Regions from separate parts of the Mus musculus genome. Here all the other regions are linked to region 2. A link is a contact called in public HiChIP or PLAC-seq and promoter capture Hi-C data. All regions are on one chromosome and are shown on one strand. The core of a region is the stretch at or near the end of the contact, and the rest is flanking DNA. Distances in the headings are between cores, read along the strand shown. Region 1 holds the start of C1qb (complement component 1, q subcomponent, beta polypeptide). Region 2 holds the start of Hspg2 (perlecan (heparan sulfate proteoglycan 2)). Region 3 holds the start of Luzp1 (leucine zipper protein 1). Region 4 holds the start of Cda (cytidine deaminase).

The links. HiChIP or PLAC-seq counts read pairs in DNA pulled down with a chosen protein or histone mark. Capture Hi-C pulls out chosen DNA fragments and counts their contacts.
Region 1: an H3K27ac HiChIP or PLAC-seq map of microglia shows a contact between it and region 2, with 5 times the contacts expected there. The contact joins the promoter of C1qb here to the promoter of Hspg2 in region 2. A contact is called at or near these places in 2 of 39 promoter capture datasets (hippocampal neurons and liver) and 2 of 115 datasets of contacts at active chromatin or transcription factors (bone marrow-derived macrophages and microglia).
Region 3: a contact with region 2 is called in a FOXA1 HiChIP or PLAC-seq map of pancreatic cancer cells. The contact joins the promoter of Luzp1 here to the promoter of Hspg2 in region 2. A contact is called at or near these places in 3 of 39 promoter capture datasets (cranial neural crest, hippocampal neurons and liver), 1 of 484 Hi-C or Micro-C datasets (embryonic stem cells) and 2 of 115 datasets of contacts at active chromatin or transcription factors (embryonic midbrain and pancreatic cancer cells).
Region 4: a contact with region 2 is called in a promoter capture Hi-C map of liver, with 3 times the contacts expected there. The contact joins the promoter of Cda here to the promoter of Hspg2 in region 2. A contact is called at or near these places in 1 of 39 promoter capture datasets (liver), 1 of 115 datasets of contacts at active chromatin or transcription factors (pancreatic cancer cells) and 1 of 9 other capture datasets (liver).

The regions. Positions count from the first base shown.
Region 1 is chr4:136,883,988-136,888,543 of GRCm38.p6, forward strand. It overlaps C1qb (complement component 1, q subcomponent, beta polypeptide), which reads right to left and starts at 2,213. Exons shown (of 3, transcript NM_009777.3): 1 at 2,056-2,213.
Region 2 is chr4:137,467,067-137,471,648 of GRCm38.p6, forward strand. Hspg2 (perlecan (heparan sulfate proteoglycan 2)) reads left to right here and starts at 1,737. Exons shown (of 97, transcript NM_008305.3): 1 at 1,737-1,858. The coding sequence starts at 1,796. Gm13010 (a long non-coding RNA gene) reads right to left here and starts at 76. Exons shown (of 3, transcript XR_881513.1): 1 at 1-76.
Region 3 is chr4:136,468,159-136,473,000 of GRCm38.p6, forward strand. Luzp1 (leucine zipper protein 1) reads left to right here and starts at 1,603. Exons shown (of 5, transcript NM_024452.2): 1 at 1,603-1,692.
Region 4 is chr4:138,365,451-138,370,375 of GRCm38.p6, forward strand. Cda (cytidine deaminase) reads right to left here and starts at 2,505. Exons shown (of 4, transcript NM_028176.1): 1 at 2,340-2,505. The coding sequence starts at 2,493.

The sequences.
Region 1 (4,556 bases), core at 963-3,462, 580 kb before region 2:
TCAAACTCCGAGATCCACCTACCTCTGCCTCATGAGACTTGGGACTAAAGGCATGCGCCTGCCACCATGGCCACTACCACCCAGTGTAAATCAACATTTTTTAAATAAATGAAATAAGTTTCTTTAAAAAGAAAAGAAATGAAAAGAAATAGAATGTTGCAGGAGGAAAGATGGTGTCTTAGTCAGGGTTTCTATTCCTGCACAAACATCATGACCAAGAAGCAAGTTGGGGAGGAAAGGGTTTATTCGGCTTACACTTCCATACTGCTGTTCATCACCAAAGGGAGTCAGGACTGGAACTCAAGCAGGTCAGAAAGCAGGAGCTGATGCAGAAGCCATGGAGGGATGTTCTTTACTGGCTTGCTTGCTCTGGCTTGCTCAGCCTGCTCTCTTATAGAACCCAAGACTACCAGCCCAGGGATGGTCCCACCCACAAGGGGCCTTTCCCCCTTGATCACTAATTGAGAAAATGCCTTACAGTTGGATCTCATGGAGGCATTTCCTCAACTGATGCTCATTTTCTGTGATAACTCCAGCTGTGTCAAGTTGACACAAAACTAGCCAGTACAGATGGTGTAGCCTGAGGATAGACCACCAAGGCTCAGCACAAAGGCTTCACCTGATCTGCATGCTGGATCTGTCTCAGGCCTTCTCTTTCCTCATTTCTCATGTCTGAGCCAGGGCATGTAGCAATACGCCCATAGTGAGGATGGTTATTGCTGCAAAGAGAACACCGAGGCTCAGTGAGGCCACTTTCTCAGATCGCATGGGAAGAAATGATGTCAACGTCTTTGCCCGCATCCCAGGCCACCTTTGCTGGCAGAATATTCTTAGGTTCCCAGGGGGCTGTAGTTCAGCAATAGAACTGTGTGGCCCTCTTCTTATCCCAGGCAATTGAGAAGGCTTATGCTGTAGGCTGTTTTGAGCAGATCTATGTGGCCATCCTGCAAGCCTTTGGTCAAAGATTTTCCTCCAGAAGTTCTCCCAGGCTACCCACGTAGCTATGGAAACCCCGGTGGGAACCAGAAACCCTGAGCTCTTGTCAAGATCTGTTACCCCTGCTGCTGGACCCCTACAGCATCTGAGATATGGGGTGTGATGGACTGCCCATCTCCCAGATGAGGAAACTGAGGCTCGACAGTTTGAAAATATTTCCTAGTATCACCCAGCAAGCTGTTCAGGGGCAGGGCTAAGGCAGGACTTCTCTCTGGGCACAGTTTACTGTTCCACAAGATGGGGGCAATGCTGATCTCTAGTCTACATTGGGAGCCTCACATTTCAGGTTTGGGGAGTCCCTCCAATCCTCTTGGTTGGACTACCCACCTTTTATGCCAGTCCACCATTACAGCACCTCGCTCTCTAGCATGGAGCCAGACTACCTTAGCTTTGAACTCCTGTCTGCTGCTGCCTGGCTGTGTGACCTCAGACAGGAGTGTATCTGCCTCTCTGGTCTCTTGGACATGTTCATTTTTGGCTTCCATGGCTGACAGTGACATTAAATGAGGTGGCACTGGGTGGATTGAGGTCCTTTGGGTTACAGGTACCCTTTACAGCTATAGCTTTGTCACTCAGGATTAACCAACTGCGCCCTCCAATCCCAGATGCCAAGGACACGTGATACTGGACACAAGAGGCCTGGGTTCTTATCCTATCTCTCCCTGGCTGACATTTTCAAACCCTGAAGGTCAATCAAGCTTGGTCTCCGCCAGGGCTCATGCACCCATCATAGTCTATGTTCTCTCCAGAAGGGATTTTAGGATCAGAGAGGTTCTGAGACTGGCTGAAGATGGCCAGCATGCAAGAGACAGAAGTGCCACTCGGTCTCCATGGTTCCTGAGACCACGATCCTGGCGGCTCCTATTACAGGCTGTCTACTCATCCCCTGGGCCCAAGTAACCACATATACCTCCAACCCTAGTTCACTCTAGAGAGCCTATGCTGTGGACCTGAGCTTGGGCTCTAAAAATCCAGCCCATTAATATACAGGTGTTTGTAGTTAGAAGAAAGGCCTGTGTTGGTGAGTTAACCCTCCTCTCCCTGCCCCGTCCTGCTCACCTGTGTATGGAATCCTGGTGTTCTGTGATGCTTCTAGGCCGGACAGCAGTGGATTCCCAGAGCCCAGAGCCTGCTGCTGTCCTCAGAAAGCGGAAGTCTGGGTCCCTAGAGGCAGGAAGAACCTTCCCTTGCTGTCCCCTCCCAAGGCCCAACAGGCTGACCCTCTCTCTATCACCCCTCTGTTCCTCCCATCCTGCTGCCCTCAGGAAGTTTCAGGTCCTGTTTCTGCTTCTGGGGGGAAATTACTGTAAATGACGACGCTGACCAGCCTGGTTTCGCCAACTCAGCACCTGTGGATGGGGTTGGTGGTGGGAGGTCGGGAGTACGACCTGTTCTTAGGGACTATCCCCAGATGGCTGCTTGCCTGCCAGCGTCTTGTGAGCACATGACTTCTACAGAGAAGTTCCTCTATGGATACAGAGTGGCCCATCTATGGCCTGTTTTGACTACAGCTCTGTATCTTGCCGGCTAAATGCTCCCAATATAGGGAGCCCCAGTTTTCCTTGCCACTGCATGATGGAGCCGTGTCTGTATACACTCTGTGGCTCTCACCGGCCTCCAGCCTGGGAGGCTGTGGGACCGGAGAAGACGGGGAAGCAAACGAGAGCGTGCAGCTCGTGAATTGTTAATGGCCTTTCATGTCCTCAGCTTCCCCCTTTCTGGCCTTATCTCTTCCTCTGCCTCCCTCTCCCCACCTCTGCTCTCGTCTCTGTCTTCAGAAAATAATCTAATAATGAATTTTAAATGTATTCATTACTTATTCATTCACCTCCTTCCACTCGCAACAGGGCTTGGAGCCCTTGACAATAACAGCCACAGAGAAGGGACTGCTCCCTATGGAATGACAGCAAGACAGAGCTGCGGAGGGGCTTGGAGGTCACTGTGCCCACCCTGTCCCTCACTTTACACTCAGGGAAATGAGGTCCAGAGGCATGAGTTATCATCCAACCGGACTTTGTTGGAGGGGGGCACAAATACTATGAGCTATAGTCTAGGGAAGAAGGCCTTAAGGGGTAGCAAAGAGTCCTGTCCTTTGAGGGCATCCCTTTATGGGAGGCTGGAGTTAAACATTAAATGTTTCTGTGGTAAATGTCACAGAAAAATCAGTGAATTTTAGAACCCATGCTCCAGAGCAGACCCAGAAGCCAGAGAGCTCTGGGGCCAGGGTCTAGCTGTGCTGCTGTGACTGTGTGTAAGTACAGCCAGGTGTCACCCAATACCCAGAGGGACAAGAGGAAAAGAGGATGACTCAGCCAGGTTCAAAAGAGATGGGAGAGCTGAGGGCCATGTGCCCAGGGAACCGGCTGTCACTTACTTAGCTTTGAGGCAGGGTCTCACTCTTTTTATCCCAGGTTGGCCTCAGACTTAAAATCCCGTGGTCTCTCTGTCTCCCACGTACTGGAATTACAGGTGTGCATCGTGATCACCAGCCTCGGGTCCCTCTGAGGGTCCTAGGCTGAGTCTCTGATTCCTGAGTAAATTGCCAGTAAGAAAATCTGAACTCCCTAAGTTTGAACCCCAGTTTCCAGTCATATAGGCCAAAGCATGTTCTTAACTGGGGTTCTCTCAGGTCTACATCAGAGATGGTAGAGCCTGTTTCCTGGGGCTGTTGGTGAAACAGGGGAGGAACCTTCAAAGTCCAGGGCCCTCAGACACAGTATTATGTATATGAAGAGGGGACAGACTTGGAGCAGACAGGGTCTATACATCAGGACCAGGCACTGAAAGGGTGCCTGAGCCTTGACCTCTGAGTGAAGCATGGTACTGCTTCCTTCACGTCCTGATAGAGAGGGTGACACCTACTATGTGGGAAAAACAAGAGAAACTCCAGTTGCCCAGGGCCCAAAGAAGTCTCCTGCAGATGGGTTCTGCTTCCTGCCCTGTCCCGCCTTTCAGTGCCCGTCCCTCAGCATGGCCAACAGGCTGGCACATTCTGAGGTCTGTTCCTCTTGATACAGTGAGGACAAGGAAACACTTTTGGAGGAAAGGCCTGGGCGAGCAAACCTTGTTTTCTGAGCACAGGCTCGGCTCTGGCAGCATGGCTGACCCAAGTGCTGTATTGATTTTTTTTTTTTAACCAAAGAAAAATGAGAAGATTTATCACACAGGGCATCGCTGGGTGACCTGTTAAGTGGCTGATGGAGGGACAGCTGGGAATGCTGTGGCCAGTGACCCAGGCTGGCCGTGCCAAGTGCCCAGATGTGGTGATCCAGGCGGGGTTCCTCAGCCCCGGCTCTGTGTGTGTGTGTGTGTGTCCTTGTATGCACATGTGTGCATCTGTCTTTATATCACTCTGTGACATCTTACCCATTTCATGAGCCCCTATTGCGTGCCAGGCAGGCATCCTAGGAGTCCCACATAGGACTGTTCACAGTCCTGTGAGGAACGCTGACCCTTCAGCCCACCTACTACTGCCTTGGGGCTTGAAACCTAGTTCTGTTTTTTTTTTTTTTTTTTTTTTTTTTTTTTTGGTTTTTCGAGACAGGGTTTCTCTGTGTAAC
Region 2 (4,582 bases), core at 487-2,986:
TGCCTTCTCTGTCTGTCCCATCCCCCTGCGAGGAGCAGATGCAGGCCTTATTAGGTGCTATGCTGGGAGCCTGGGCTGAGGCCAGAGTGTTGGCAGGCCCACTTGGATGTACTTTCTGCTCTTCATGCTATGAGTTGGTCCCTCATAGTTATGCCCACAGGGCAGAGAAGAGCCCAGTCTTTTGGAGATGGTGTCTCTGTGGAATAGGGTCAGGATGTCAGTGTTTTCTCAGGTCCCCAAGTGTCTGGCTCCTATCACAGAGAACATACTTTCCGGACAGGGCTGGCGCCATTCAGTGAACTGGGCATTTCCTTCTGTCCACAGCCCACCTAACTCCTGGCTGCAAAGTCTGCTAGGAGTTTTCTGGAACCTAGCAACTCACAGGAAACAATGGAAACTTGGGTTTGTATTTTTTTCTCCCTCTATCATCACTCAAAGGGTTTTCCTCAAAGGCACACACATACTTCAGTTATTTTTCTCTCCACCCATTAGCCTGGGGCTTCCTGGAAATTTTCAGTCAAAAAAAGGGGACCCTGGGTAGGTGGTAAAGACACACCCCAGCTCCAGGCTTGTGTGTCTGCCCCTGGGATGCAGCAGGGTTGCCTCAATGCCAGTGACTTGGCAAGAACACCTGAGACTGAGGCTCTGGAAGAGCCTTGTCTGAACCTGGGTATACAAAGTGATACATCTCTGGGACTGATGTATGTGAATCAGAGTGGGTCTATGAGTGATTCAGATCGTCTGTGGCATAGGGGTAGGAGCACCATCTTGTCCAGTATCACGCACTGGGATGAATGTGTGGAGGAAAAATGTAGAACATATAGGCTGGTGAGTGTGTGAAAAAGCACATAAGCCCTAGCACAAAATGTGTGAGGAACTGGGTGTGTGATTGGTGTGTGATCCAGACTAGAGAGAGAACTCAGTGGGAAGAGATATTTGCCACAAAGCTCTGTTACCTGAGTTGGATCCCGGAACCCACATGCTAGGAGACCATTACTTTCCAAAACACCTCTGAGCTCCACATGTGCACTGGGGCATGTATGTAGGCGCACGCGCGCGCGCGCGCGCACACACACACACACACACACACACACACACACACACACACACAGAGGTACAGAAAACAAACACAATAAATAAAAGCCACTTTATAGCTTGTTGGGATGCTTGAGTCTGTAGAAAGGTAAACAAAAAGGTAAACAGGTACATGGAGTGGATGTGAGCAGCTGAGTGCATGTGAGATCCCCCTCTCTCGAAAACTGCTGTGCACTCCGTGTGGAGCACGTGGTGTGAAGGAGCGGCGTGTGCGGAGGGCTCGAGGCCCTGCCAGGTGGCGTCTCAGTCCTATCCCACACTCCAAGCCACGTCTGGCGTGGAGCCGGTTGGGCCTCATCCCACATCGAGGGGGATTGGGGCCCAGACAAAGGCACAGTCGGCCGCGCCGCTCCTCCAGAGAGCCTAGCTCGCGGCTAGGAGGCGGGGGCCGCCGCTGAGGGGGCGGGGCCAGGTCTTGTTAGGGGCGTGGTCTATATGGTCAGGACGCGTTGCCTCGGGGGCGGAACCTGGTCTTGTGGGGTGTGGCTAAATGTTTGGAGGTGGGGCCTAGGGCTCCTGAACTTGGCGCCTCGGGGGCGGAGCCGGAGACCCGGGGGCGGGGCGTGCACGGGAGGGCGGGGACGGGAGTTGGTTGGGGGGGTGGGGGGTGGGAAAGAGGCGAGCAGTCCGAAGGACTCGGCAGGACAGCGAGCTGGTGGCTGCGGGAGGCGCCGAGCGAGCCAGCGAACGAGGCCGGGCCATGGGGCAGCGGGCAGTGGGCTCGTTGCTGCTGGGGCTGCTGCTGCACGCGCGGCTGCTAGCGGTGAGTTTGCGTGACCGAGGGCCGAGGGCGGGGGGCGCGCGCCAACTTGGCGGGGCCACCGGAGGCTGCTCGGCTGGGACTCTGGCCCGGGACGGCCGCGCCCGCGAAGGACCCTGGGCTGGCACTGGCCAGCGCCACCCTTGCAGCGTGGGGCTTTCCTAGGGGACGTCCCAGGGATCCAGCGTGGAGGTCAGGGGCCGTCCCCGCAAGCGTGGAAATCGGAGGGTCGCCGGCCACGTTGTTCAGGCTCAAAGTCGCCTCTGGGCATGGCCCGGCCTGCAGTTCTGGCGTGTGGGGGGGCTGACGGAGAAACTTCTAGCAGGGTGGGAACTTGGCAGGACAAGGGTATTCCTTTCTGCTGCCAACTTGGCAGAAGGGGCAGTTCATGGTGATGGGTACCCTGTCAGTCGTCGCTGGAACTTTACCATGCTATCCTCTGGGGGGAGATTATGATCAGGCAGTCAAAAGTTAAAACTTGGAACAAAACTAAGCCTTGTGTGGAGCACCCCATGGACCCTGGAGTTTTCTAAGCCATAAGCTAAATCAATCACTGCGTTGCACTGAGCCTCCGTGAGACCTGCAGAGAGCTAGTTAACCTCTGGGAGGTAGTCCCACGTGGGTAAAGGGAACTCAGAATGGGAAGCCTCAGGGCAGAATGGGCCTGGATGGAATGAGTGCTGGGTGCAGCGCTTACTACAAGCCAGCCCAAGAGCAGCTGAGAGTCCCCAGGATTCTTCCACCACCTCCCAAGTGGGATGCTGTGTGTGCTCCTTCAGTTCTGCCCTTACCCTGAGCTCACAAGGGGCCACAAGGAGGAGAAGGGAACTCTTGAGTCAGGAATCCTAAGACCTGGAAGGCACTTGGCAGGAGAGGCCCAGAGGACCTGAGTGACCTCACGGAGGACAGGGTGGAGTTGATGGACCCGGCAGGCAGAGGGTGGAAGATGAGGGTGGGGTACCTCTGGGCCCTGCTGTGGTGAGCCACAGAGCCCAGGTGCTCCTAGACAGTCTCTATCCCTGTTCCCTGTTCTTGGAGCCAAGAGGGTGACTTTTCCAACTAGGCCAGTGTTTACCCAGTGACTGCTTCTCTGTCCTTGCCTGGCTGGCTCTCTATCACCTCTGCCCTCTTGAGTCACTCCTTAACCGCCCACCAGGCTTGACCCTTTTCTGTTTCTGCCACACCCACGTAGCACCTCTCCTCCCCACCCTCTACAGAGCAGCCTTCTCCTCTAACCTTCTGTCTGGCCTCTCACCCCAACACTCAACTGCAGGGCACTGCGGTTGCTCCCCATTCAGCCTGAACTTGTAACTCCTAAGACCGATGTTCCCTTCCTTAAGGCAATGACCTAGACCTGGGATGCTATCTATTCCTGGTCTCCCCTCAGCTCTGCCCCCTGCTGAAGGGCTCCCTCATGTATGGGCTACACAATGGCAGGAGTGGAGGGTGGAACTGTTTGCGGAGGGCCAGAGGAATTCTACTGGAATTCCCTGACTGCCTCCACTGCCCCATTCTCTTTTTCATTCACCAAATCTTAATTGAACAGCATTCCGGGACAGCCATGGGAGTCCCCCAGGCTCATTCATTGGGAAGATACTTTCCTTACCGCTATTGTATGCTGGCCCTCGGTAGGGCTGAGGCGGGTTGGGTGAGTTGGGACACGCCCTTCGCTGCCCTCTAGGACTCAGCCTGGTGGGCCGTGATTCACTGGAGAGAAGAGCAGGCAGCCCTGAAGCTATAGGATCTTAGATGCCGCACAACAGTCACGTGGAAGTCATCGCTGACCCACCCAAGCTCAGAGTTGGCCCCCTCCCACAAAGAGCTTAGCCTCAAGGGTCTTACCGACCCAGTTAGAGTCCTAACTTTTCAAGCCTGAGGTCCACATCTGTGAAATGGGTGGAGTGTCAGGAAGAACCGTTTTCTAGCCCATGTCCCAGCAAGCCTTGCCCCACTGCCCTGGCTCTCCTCAGCCCGTCAGTTTGATTCTAGGCACAGTCAGGTGGGGGAGGGCAGCTTACCCCAGGCCGAAGAGTCTAAAGCCTCATTGGAGGCAAGGACAGTGGTCTATGATTACGCGGGGGAGTAATTTCTGTTCTGGGGATAGGATGGGACCAAGCCTGGCTGACTCAGGGCCTACCCTGGCCTGTTGACCCTTTCCTTCCGACTGCATCGTAGGCCTTTCTTTCTCAGGACCAGCCCCACTGTTGATAGGAGTCTTGAGGGATGGCAGGGATAATGACAGTGTTTTCCAGGCCGAGGGGGGAAGTGGCTGAAATACCTGCTTCCTGCCTCCCTTAGATTTCTTTGCAGGGAAGGCTGCTGGTGGAAGCTGAGGAATTTCTCCTTCCTGGAGTGACCTCAGCTCTCCCCTCCTTACAGCTGGCTACCCTGTCCCCACTCCCCACCCCCATCACTAGCCCCCCTCCCGGCAGTTACCCACATTGTTCCAGACCTGTGCCCAGGAGAAGGGCAGAGCAGGACCATCCTTAGAGTCTTGGCCGAGGCCAGACTGCAGTGATGTGGTTCCCGCCACCCCCACCTCCAGGCTGAGCCCTGGGTGTCTGCGGAGTCGTCTAGGCCTTGTCTGGCTTGGCCCGGGCCTGCTCTCAGGATGAGCACAGGCAAGTTAGGATCTGTGGACTTCAGTCCTTGTCTGGGAGACGACTTTTTTGAAAGGTGCTTGAAGCTGAGAGTAGGTTCAGGTTTTGGAAGACAGACACAGGCAGA
Region 3 (4,842 bases), core at 353-2,852, 1.0 Mb before region 2:
TGTTGTGAGCTTCCATGTGGGTGTTGGGACAGAACCTGGCTCCTCTGCAAAATGCTCTAACAAATAGGCTATCTCCCCAGTTCTGAACTCTTTCTTTCTTTCTTTGAGACAGGATTTCACTATGTAGCTCTGGTTGTCCTAGAACTTACTATGTAGACCAGGTTGGCCTAGAACTCACAGAACTCTGCCCGCCCTCTGCCTCCCAAGTGTTGGGATTAAAAGCATTTGCTACTATGCCGGTCTCTGCAGTTGAATTCCTGAGTTTTCTGGCTTTACCTCCTGAGTGCTGGAATTAGAGGTATATGCTACCACATCCAACTATGCAGTGTTTGTGATTGAAGCCAGGGCATTGTGCATACTAGACAAATGCTCTACCAACAGAACTGTATCCCCAGCCCCAAAGGGTACTCCAGGTTGGCCCTAAATGTGTGATTCTCCTGTTTCACCCTCTTCAGCATTTGCCTACCAGCGCTCATGGCCATGGATGGCATTATTTTTTAAGACATGTTTTCTTATTTGTAGCCCTGCTTGTCTCAAACTAGCAATGCACCTGCCTGCTGAGTGCTGGGATTAAAGATAGGAATGTGCCACTGCCACACCCAGCTGGAGGTCAACAGGATACAAGTTATAATGTATCCACGGCCCTGTGAGAGCTGGAGTCAATGCCACCAGGTACAGAGAGCAAAGAGGGTTGGTCTTTTTGCCTTGGGAGAAATAGGAGGACGCACACAGGAGATGAGGTGACAAGCAGAAGGGCGGATGTGGGAAAGCGGTGGGTGTGCTAAGGGAAGTTTGGGTAAACTTCAGAGCGTGTGTATGAAGGTAGGAAGTGAGAATACCAGGCCATGGATTTGGCCTTTGTTCCATAGGCAATAAAGAGCTTACACAAGAGGCGTCTCCAGAGACCAGCCATACTCCTGCAGTCAGAGAGGAAGCAGCTCTTAGCCATCTGTGTCCCGGCTTGTGCAGGCTGCTGGGTGCCAGCGCGTGGGAGGGCGCCCACAGAACGTCTCTGAATGTGGCCTGTGCGCTGCAGGATTTAGGTCCTGAGCTACCTTCAAAGTCCACTTCCCCCCAGGGGTTCTCTTGGCCCTAGTACTTTGTACATAGAAGGCATTGGGGGGACTTTTTGAGACCATGTGGCCCACTGCCGATTCCCATTTTAAAGAAGGAAAAGTAAGGGATATAGATGGGAAAGGACTTTCCTGGCAGCACCTGAGGAATGAATGTGGAGCCAGTGGGACTAGAAGTCATGACCTCTGAGCCACGCCCAGTCCCTTCTCCACACTCACTGAGTAAGAGGTGTTTGGTTGAGCGATGACTTCATTTCAGGCCCTAATCCCTTTGCATGGACGATTTTACTGCACCCTCCCAACGTCTCTGAAAGCGTTTCTTTTGAGCGCGGTCTTGCCTTCCAAGTCAGGTTTCCTCCGGAGCCTAGCCCAGGTCCGGGGCACCTAGCTAGGAAGGCAATGAAAACTTGGCTGGGTTCAAACCTTGGGCTTGGAAGTGGGAGGGCTTAAAAAAAGGACCAAAGGAGGCGTGGCCTGGCATACGCCCCGCCCCGGAGCGCTGACGCCACACAAGGCCCCGCCCCTCATTGTCAGTCTGGGGGAGCCTGAGCAGGCGCCGGCCGCTGGGAGCGGAGCGCCGGATCCTCCGGCGGCGGGAGCGCGGGCCGCAGCCGCTGAGGTGAGGCGGCGGCGGGAGTGTGGCGAGGCGGGCGGCCTGGGAGTCCGGCTTGTGTGCCGGGGGTGAGGGGGTCTCGGCCGGGGTGTCCCGGGGACGGCGGGGAGTGCGCGCGGGTTCTGGAAGCGGAGCCGGGAAGGGGAGGTCTCCGGTGGGCCAGCCGGAGAGAGTGTGGCTGGAGTTGGAGGGAGAGACTCAGAGATTTTTTTTTCTTCCTGAGGAGGGGGAGGGACGTTTCTGAGGAGACTGGGGAGACGCCGAGTGAGGGCGAGCGCGGCTGTGGCGGCCAGGGAGGGAGGCGTCGGGGTCCTCGCCGGGCTCCGCGGGGCGGCGAGCCGGGAGGAAGGAAGTGAGCGGACAGGAAGGGCCGCGGCCGGTGTGCGGGACGCGACGCGCGGGGGGCCGGGGAGAGGCCCGCGGCGGCCCCGGGGCGTCCGCAGCTGTCGGCCCCGGGGCTGCGGCCCGCCCGCCCGCCCGCGCGGCTCCCGCCGGCGCGCTGCTCCCGTCTCGCGGGCCAGACCGCCGCGGCCCGGGAAGGAATTCGAGGCATTCGCTTTGTTTAAGTTGCCAGTCGACAGTCCCGAGGACTAATTAATGGTGGAATCTGCAGGGGCACTCGGGTAGCCGCCGGCCCCCTCCCGCCGCCGCGGTGAACTTTCCGCAGCGCGCACCCCGCCCCGCGGCCCGGCAGGGAAGGGAGCCATGGCTTCCCGAAGCGCAGGAATGAAGTGCGGTTTCGGGAGCCGCTTTTGGCCTGCGGCTGGCCAGGCGACTAGCGAGGTGGAAGCCGGCGTCCCGGGCACGGGCACTGGCACGGCGGGGCTGGTGGGTTCCGCAGCCCGGTGGGGACCTCTCCGAGGTGCCTGCGGTTTCTGCTAATTACCTCGCAGGAGCCTCAGCCGGCCGAGAAAGACCCATCTTGCTATGGAGCATCTGTTTCTTCATCGCGTCAGCCCCTTTCCTAACACTGCAGAGCTTGTTGTGGCTTGTTTCGGAAATGCCGAGGCGGGTGCTCACACTTCGGGGTGGGAGAGGGGAAGAGAGCAGGCAGCCCCCCCCCCCATCCCCCTTCACACACCTCCAAAAAAAAAAAAAAAATCTCCGCAGTGTTCTTTAACCGAGCAGCTTGCAGATTCTCTGTCGCACCTTCGATGACTTGAATGACCTTGGGGGAAAGGATTGTGCTTCTGAGCGCCTCGTGGTGGCTTTTCTGTCCATTCAGGAGAAAATAACTCTCTGGACCTCAGTGCCTTTTGGAAGATATTTTTGAGATTTGGGGTTTGTTCAGGGTATTTCTTTTTGTCCTTTTTATTTTATTTTTTTTTCCAACTGCTGTCTGTGGTTCTGGCTTAAGGATCTGGACTAGTGACAGAGCCGGGAAGAATTCAGATCACCTAGGAAGATTTAGCAACCCCAGATGAGGGGAGGCTATTTCCTCTGGGAAAATCTGTACAGTATGTTCCAGATTGCCTTCTGTCACTTTGTGTGCAGCTTTGGTGGCATTTGTGTGGTTAAATTCTATAACCCCCTTAGAAAATTCTTCTCTTGTTAGAAATAATTGTTTTGCACAGAATTTCCCCTTGGGGCAGATTAAGGTTTTGCTCAATTTACTCGGAAGAATTTTCCAGGTTTCTAAAATTAAATCACTTTTCTAAACATAGCAGCTAAAGTTTGAAAAACTAGAAATAGTGGGATGGGTAAGGGATGGATTGGACTATGAAGGCAGGAAGTATAGGTTCACAGCTGACCATCCACTAATAACATGGAGTTTAAAAAAGATTTGTCTTCCTGTGTATGGGAATGCTCACATGAGTTCAGGTGTTTCTGAGGCCAGATCCCTCTCAAGTTTTTGTTATAGGCAGCTATGGTTGGGAGATGCCTGACATGTGTGCTGGAAACTGAACTTTGGTCTTCTGGAGAGCAAGAAGGGTTCTTAAACATTTTGCCCTCTCTCTAGTTCCCATAACATGGATTGTTTGTTAATTAGCCTTCCTCCATATTTTTTTTTAAAGCCTGAAGACCAAGAAAGGAAACTCATACTGTTGAGTTGTCATTCAATAATACTGAGTATTGAGTATATTACGTAGTCATTGCAAGCCTGTGAAGTGCTAGTTGAGCAAATTGAAGGTCAGAATGTAAAAGTGACTATCCCAAGCTCATGCATATAATCAGTAAGTAGTGGTACTGGAATTCAAAAGTCAAGTCAGCTTGGAAAGCCCACAGTTCTCTCCACCATGCTGCCTTGGGAACTGAGGAACTTAGTTTCTGCATTTTTAAGTCAGCCCACTGGGTCACTGAGGTCCTTAGAGTAAGTCACTCAAGTATTTTACAATAAGTAGCCTTCTTCCAGAGTGTTGTCAGTATGCTTTGGTGGCATGTTTTTTGGTACAAAGACTATATAAAAATATATACTTTATATAGTAGATGCTTAATGTTTTGCTTATGTTGGATTAAAACAATGAATGTATTACGTTGCTCATAATTTCATCTATATAATGGAACTTGGTAGAAAGTTGTAATGATCCTACAGTAGAGGCCACCATTAAGGTGACATTCAGGATCCAGAAATTAAAACATTTTCATGTAACAGTTTTGGGACAGTAATAACTCAGTAAAGCACACTGCTTGTGTGACTCAGATAATCCAACCTGCAGGATTTGCTACAAATTTTGATGCACATAATCGACAAAATTTATTTGCTGAGTGAATGAATGTATGTTATTGATATATAATTTATATAAGATATAATTAGCCAGTGTTAGGTGTATAGTTTGAGCTTTGCTAAAGTTATAGAGTTGTACAGTTGTGAAGTGATTACCTTTATTCTTTTAAATTTTAAGGAATTGGTAACAGATTGATCCCAAGGAAGGTTAGGTTTCTGCGCTTAGATTTTATACTGTGAAATCAGAATAAACACTAGGGTGTCTGTATGCCAGGTTGGTAGGAAATAGGGAAACCTTAAATATTTAATGCTGAGCATAAGAGATGAAGTAATGATTATATTTGGAAAGAAGTAGATTTTGGTTACTTCAAGGTCAAAGGATATATTTTTGCTAAAAGTAACCCTAGTTAAAGCTTCATTTTATTTTATTTGTTTTGTTTTTTGAAGACAGGGTTTCTCTGTGTAGCACTGGCTATCCTGGAATTCTGTAG
Region 4 (4,925 bases), core at 1,255-3,754, 900 kb after region 2:
GATCTGAGTTTGAAGCCAGGCTGGTCTATTGTTCTGGGACAGCCAGGGCTACAAGGAGAAACCCTATTTCAACAAACAAACAAACAAACTTGTCATGGAATCTGAGTTGGGTTAGCCTGCCCTGAAATGGGAGCTAGCCTGGCGGTTTTATCCGTTTTATCACTGCTGAGAGAAAGCTTCCTGACTAATGTACACGACAACGATGCTCACCTGCCTGCCTCCAGCACTGGCTGTGAGATTACGAGAGACCCACATAGGTTACAGAGGGCTCCTCATTCTACTGAACCTTCTGACTGTGCTCTTGGTCCCTCCTTTCATCCTATTGGTTGTCTCTCACAGCTTCACACCACCTCCCCCTCCTCTTCCTCCTCCTCATGTGTGTGTGTGTTTGTCTCTCTCTCTCTCTGTGTGCTTGTGTATCTGTGTGTGTCTGTCTGTATCTGTCTGTCTGTCTGTGCATGTGTATGTTTGTCTCTCTGTGTGCCTGTCTGTGTGTATCTCTGTGTGTGTGTTTGTCTCTCTGTCTCTCTGTCTGTCTCTCTCTCTCGCTCTCTCTCTGCCACATGTGTACAGAAGCCAGACTGGGTCAGCTTCAGGTATCATTCCTCAGATACCATCCATCCACCTTGTTCTTTGAGACAGTCTCTCACTGGCTTGGAGCTTGCCAATCAGGCTAGGCTCTGTGGCCAGTGAGCCTCAAGGATCCATCTGTCTCCATCCACCCAGCACTGGGATGACAAGCGTGTGTTGTGCCTATGTTTACCGGCTCTGGAGATCAGCACTTTACTGACTGACAGGTCATCCCATCTCTTTCCTCTTCTTCCTATTTCCACAGTCCTGGCCCAAGCCCCTTGCTCACATACTCCACAAACCCCATCTCGAGAGAACTCAAAATAGCTTCAGGAAGTCCCTGAAACTGACCAGAATCACTGGACCCCTGCCCCCCTTCCAGAGTAGACAGTAAAAGCTCAGGGTCCCTCTCAGAGGAAAGACGCTGAGCTGCCTGAAAGAGGGCTACAGCAACCAAGCCACCTGGAAAGGATGCTCTCCATCTAACCTGTGAGCTGCCTGCAGGCTGTGCAGTCAACTCCAGTTTCCCAGCGTTGGAAGCTGGTACCCATGCTGGGGTGGGCCTTGGTGATACAGCTGGGTTTTTTGAGTCCTTTCTGCTCCTGTAAGTGACCCCTCACCCATATTCCTGTAGGTAAGTCCAGTTGGTTCACCAAGTTGGACTTTGGAGGTATCTGTACTTCGACCTGTTGTGGGCTCCCTCTCTGGGGTGAGTAGACTTGTGTTGCATCTCCCCAGGGAAGGTTTTGTCACACAGCTGGGTGATTCATGAAGCTCACAGAGGCTCAGTCAACAAGGCATACGAATGGGCACTGTAGTTGTCACCTGTCCACACCATGTCCCAACTGAACATGTCCTTAAGTTTACCAAGCTCCCTTCTTTCCTCCTCCTTTCTCCTTCCTTCCCTCCTCCCTTCCCTTCCTTCTTCCCTTCCCCCTCCACCCTCCTTTCTTTTCCTTCCCTTCCTCCCTCCTCTCCTCCCTCCTCCTTCCTTCCCTCCCTCCTCCCCTTCTTCCTCCCTCTCTTCCTCCTTCCCTCCCTTCTCCTTCTCTACCACTCTCTCCTTCCCTTATTCTCTTTCCCCTCCTTTTGTTCCCCTAAACCCAGACCCTTGTGTGAGCGAGTACCACACCATAGCTGCAGCCCATTCTGGCCTGCTTGAGGGTCTATAAACATGAGCTCAGGGCAGATCCTGTTAACTCAGTAAAGACTGCTGGATTCCCAGACGGTGTCTGGATCCTCTCCTCCAAAAACAAACAAACAAACAAACAAACAACGCTCTGTCTGCCTGATGCCATCCCTCCCCAGCCAATCCCAGCACCCCAGGGTGCAGGAAGGTGGGGCTTTGGGAGGTCCAGCCCTGGGTCCCATCACCAGTGCCTCCTGTAACTTAGGACATGCCTCTGGCCTCAACTTCTTCATCTTAAAATGGGTCTAATATTGGGCAGGAGGTCAGAGAAAGAACTAACGGATGGGAGGTGAATACTGGGCATACAGGACACTCAGTAAGTAATCCGAGTCTCCTGCCATGCAGGTCGTGGACGGTTTTCATTTTGGCTTCTCCCTCTAATCTCACGTGCAAATTCCCTTCCCCACTCCAGACTTCTAAGAACAGAGAGGCACTGTGCAGATAAGCAGTTGAGTGAGCCCACAGCCTCGGTGAGAGCAGGGGAGGAGCAGTGAGGAGGGGACCACGCTGTTTCTCCTCTTCACCTGTACCTGGGCCCCATTCATGCTGCCCCAGAGTGGACTCCGGCGACAGCCCTTACCAGAGAAGATCCTCCCGTCCCCGGTGAGCAGGGCAGCCCCCACAGGGAAGCGGCTGTAGGGGCAGTAGGCTGACTTCTTGGCCTCACGAGAGGACAGCAGCAGCCGCTGGACGTGCTCGGGCTCCACAGCACAGGAGGGGCGTTCCTGGGCCATGTCGGTCCGAGGCGGGTGAGCTGGTCGCTGCAGAGGAGAGGAAACCGGTGCTGGCCGTCTGCCCGCACTGGCCAAGAAGAGGTGGCTCCTCCCCCGGGGTGTGTCCCTGCGCTAGAGGGAGACCTGGAGGCTGGCTCCCAGGCTGGCGGGATGCTGGCCAGGACTTGGCAGCCCAGTGAGTCTCCCAGGGCGGGAGCCCGGAGGATATGGAGTTTACGACTGAGCTGCGGGGGTCCCACGGTGGACCGGTATGTGGTGCCCACCAGTGAGACAGTTTCCTTTAACAACTTCACTCACTGTCAACATAGATCAAGAGTGGGCCACAGGGCGGGTGCCACCTCAGTGGATGGCTGTAGACACAGTCCCAGGGAGGAGGATTCTGGGTGGGTCTGTGTGACACCTGAGGTCAAAGCTCAAAGGATCCTGATTCCTCAGAATATTTAATGGCTTGTTTTTTACACCGAGAGAAGGGTTCAGGCTGAAAGTTCAGAACTTGGGCAACCATGTCAGCGTGCCAAGTTAGAAGGTATGCGAAGCCGAGGAAACGTCTCTGTTTTCAGTAGCTTGGCTTCATTTCCTTCCTGTCCTAACCTAGCCATTAAAACCATCCCAGCTGGAGGGAAACAGGGCCCTCCTTCTTCTTCCCTCCCTTCCTCCCTCGCTTCCTTCCTTCCTTCCTCTTCATGAACCTTGTTGGGTTGGTGGTACCGGAAATGGATTTACACCCTGGCTGTTCTCTTTGTCTTACACACAAATGTTAGTGGGTTCCTTGTCAGACGTCGGCACGTTTGCTGTCTACAGTGGGGGTAGCAACAGACGTGTGGGAGCTTTGGATTAGAGTGGGCTGTGGCTTGGGTTCCAGGTATCTGTTTATTAGCTCTCCCAGGAAGAGCTGCGCTACCTCTCAGAGCCTCAGTTTCCTTATCTACAAAATGGGTGCACAATTGGCAGTCCCTTCCTGTGGTTACCAGACTGAGATGATAATATGGTCCAGGGAGTCTGTGGGGAGAGGATATAGAAGTGGCACATGGGAACACTTCAAACAAACCGGCTTATTGTCCTTAAGTGACTTGGCCAAGTCCATAGAGAGTGGGCCGGATTGCAGCCAGCACAGCCAGACATGTCCAAGTGTCGCCGGATGGTCACCAAGCAGGAGTGAATCAGCAGCTTCTCTGAGGGCTTGTGTGGTGCTGAGGACTGGGAGGAAGAAGGCAGGAGAGAGCAGAGAACGGGGCAGCATCTCCCCACTCCCACCCCCACCCCACCCCACAAGCAGACACCTCTGCCCAATAGTTTAGCAACCCTGTACCCAGGACCCTGGGCTCCTAGCCATACATAGATGAAACCCATGCCCGGCAGTGCCAGTGCCTGGTGGGTAAGTTTTGCCTCATTTTCTCCCGACATCTCCCTCCATTACGTGTCCCCTTTCACCATTTCCAGACTCAAGAGGCTTTTATGCCCCCCTCAACCCCCTGCCCCAAAGCCAGCACCAAGGACCCGGCCCTCCAGTTGCTCATTCTCCTGGGTGGGGACTTTCAGTGTGAGGACAGGTCTGTGGATGTAACTGATGCGGGACTTTCTCTAAAATGTTTAGGGGGCAGGTGTAATTACCATTGGGAAAAAGATGGTGGTGTTCTCCATCCGTACAGCAGGCCTGGCATAGAATTCAATGTGTAGTCTCCTCTATTCACCTCACCCTGAGAAGATAAAGGGACAGGAAAGGGACAGGCAGGAGGGCTCAGCTGGTAAAGAGCTTGGCCAGCAGGCTTGACAACCTGAGTGAGGGCCCCAGGAGACAAGAAAATGACTCTCCAGAGCTGCCCACTGACCCTCAAGTGCATGCCATGGTGAGTATGCACCCAGAGTCACATGGCACAAACAACATGTTTGCTCATGTGCATACACACACACACACACACACACACACACACACACACACAGAGAGAGAGAGAGAGAGAGAGAGAGAGAGAGAGAGAGAGAGAGCTTTTGTATCTTGCGTTTCTCTTTCCTTGAATTGCTTAACTTGTACTCCCTCTTGAGGATGTACTATAATTCTTTCCTTTTAAAATATTTTATGTTTATTATTGTTTAAAGATTTATTTATTTATTATATGTAAATATACTATAGTTGTTTTCAGACACACCAGAAGAGGGCATCTGATCTCATTAAAGATGGTTGTGAGCCACCATGTGGTTGCTGGGATTTGAACTCAGGACCTCCAGAAGAGCAGTCAGTGTTCTTGACCACTGAGCTATCTCTCCAGCCTCCACTTATTATTATTATTATTATTATTATTATTATTATTATTATTATTACTATTACTATTACTATTATTGGTTTTTTGAGACAGGGTTTCTCTGTGTAGCCCTGGCTGTCCTGGAACTCACTCTGTAGACCAGGCTTGCCTTAAACTCAGAAATTCACCTGCCTC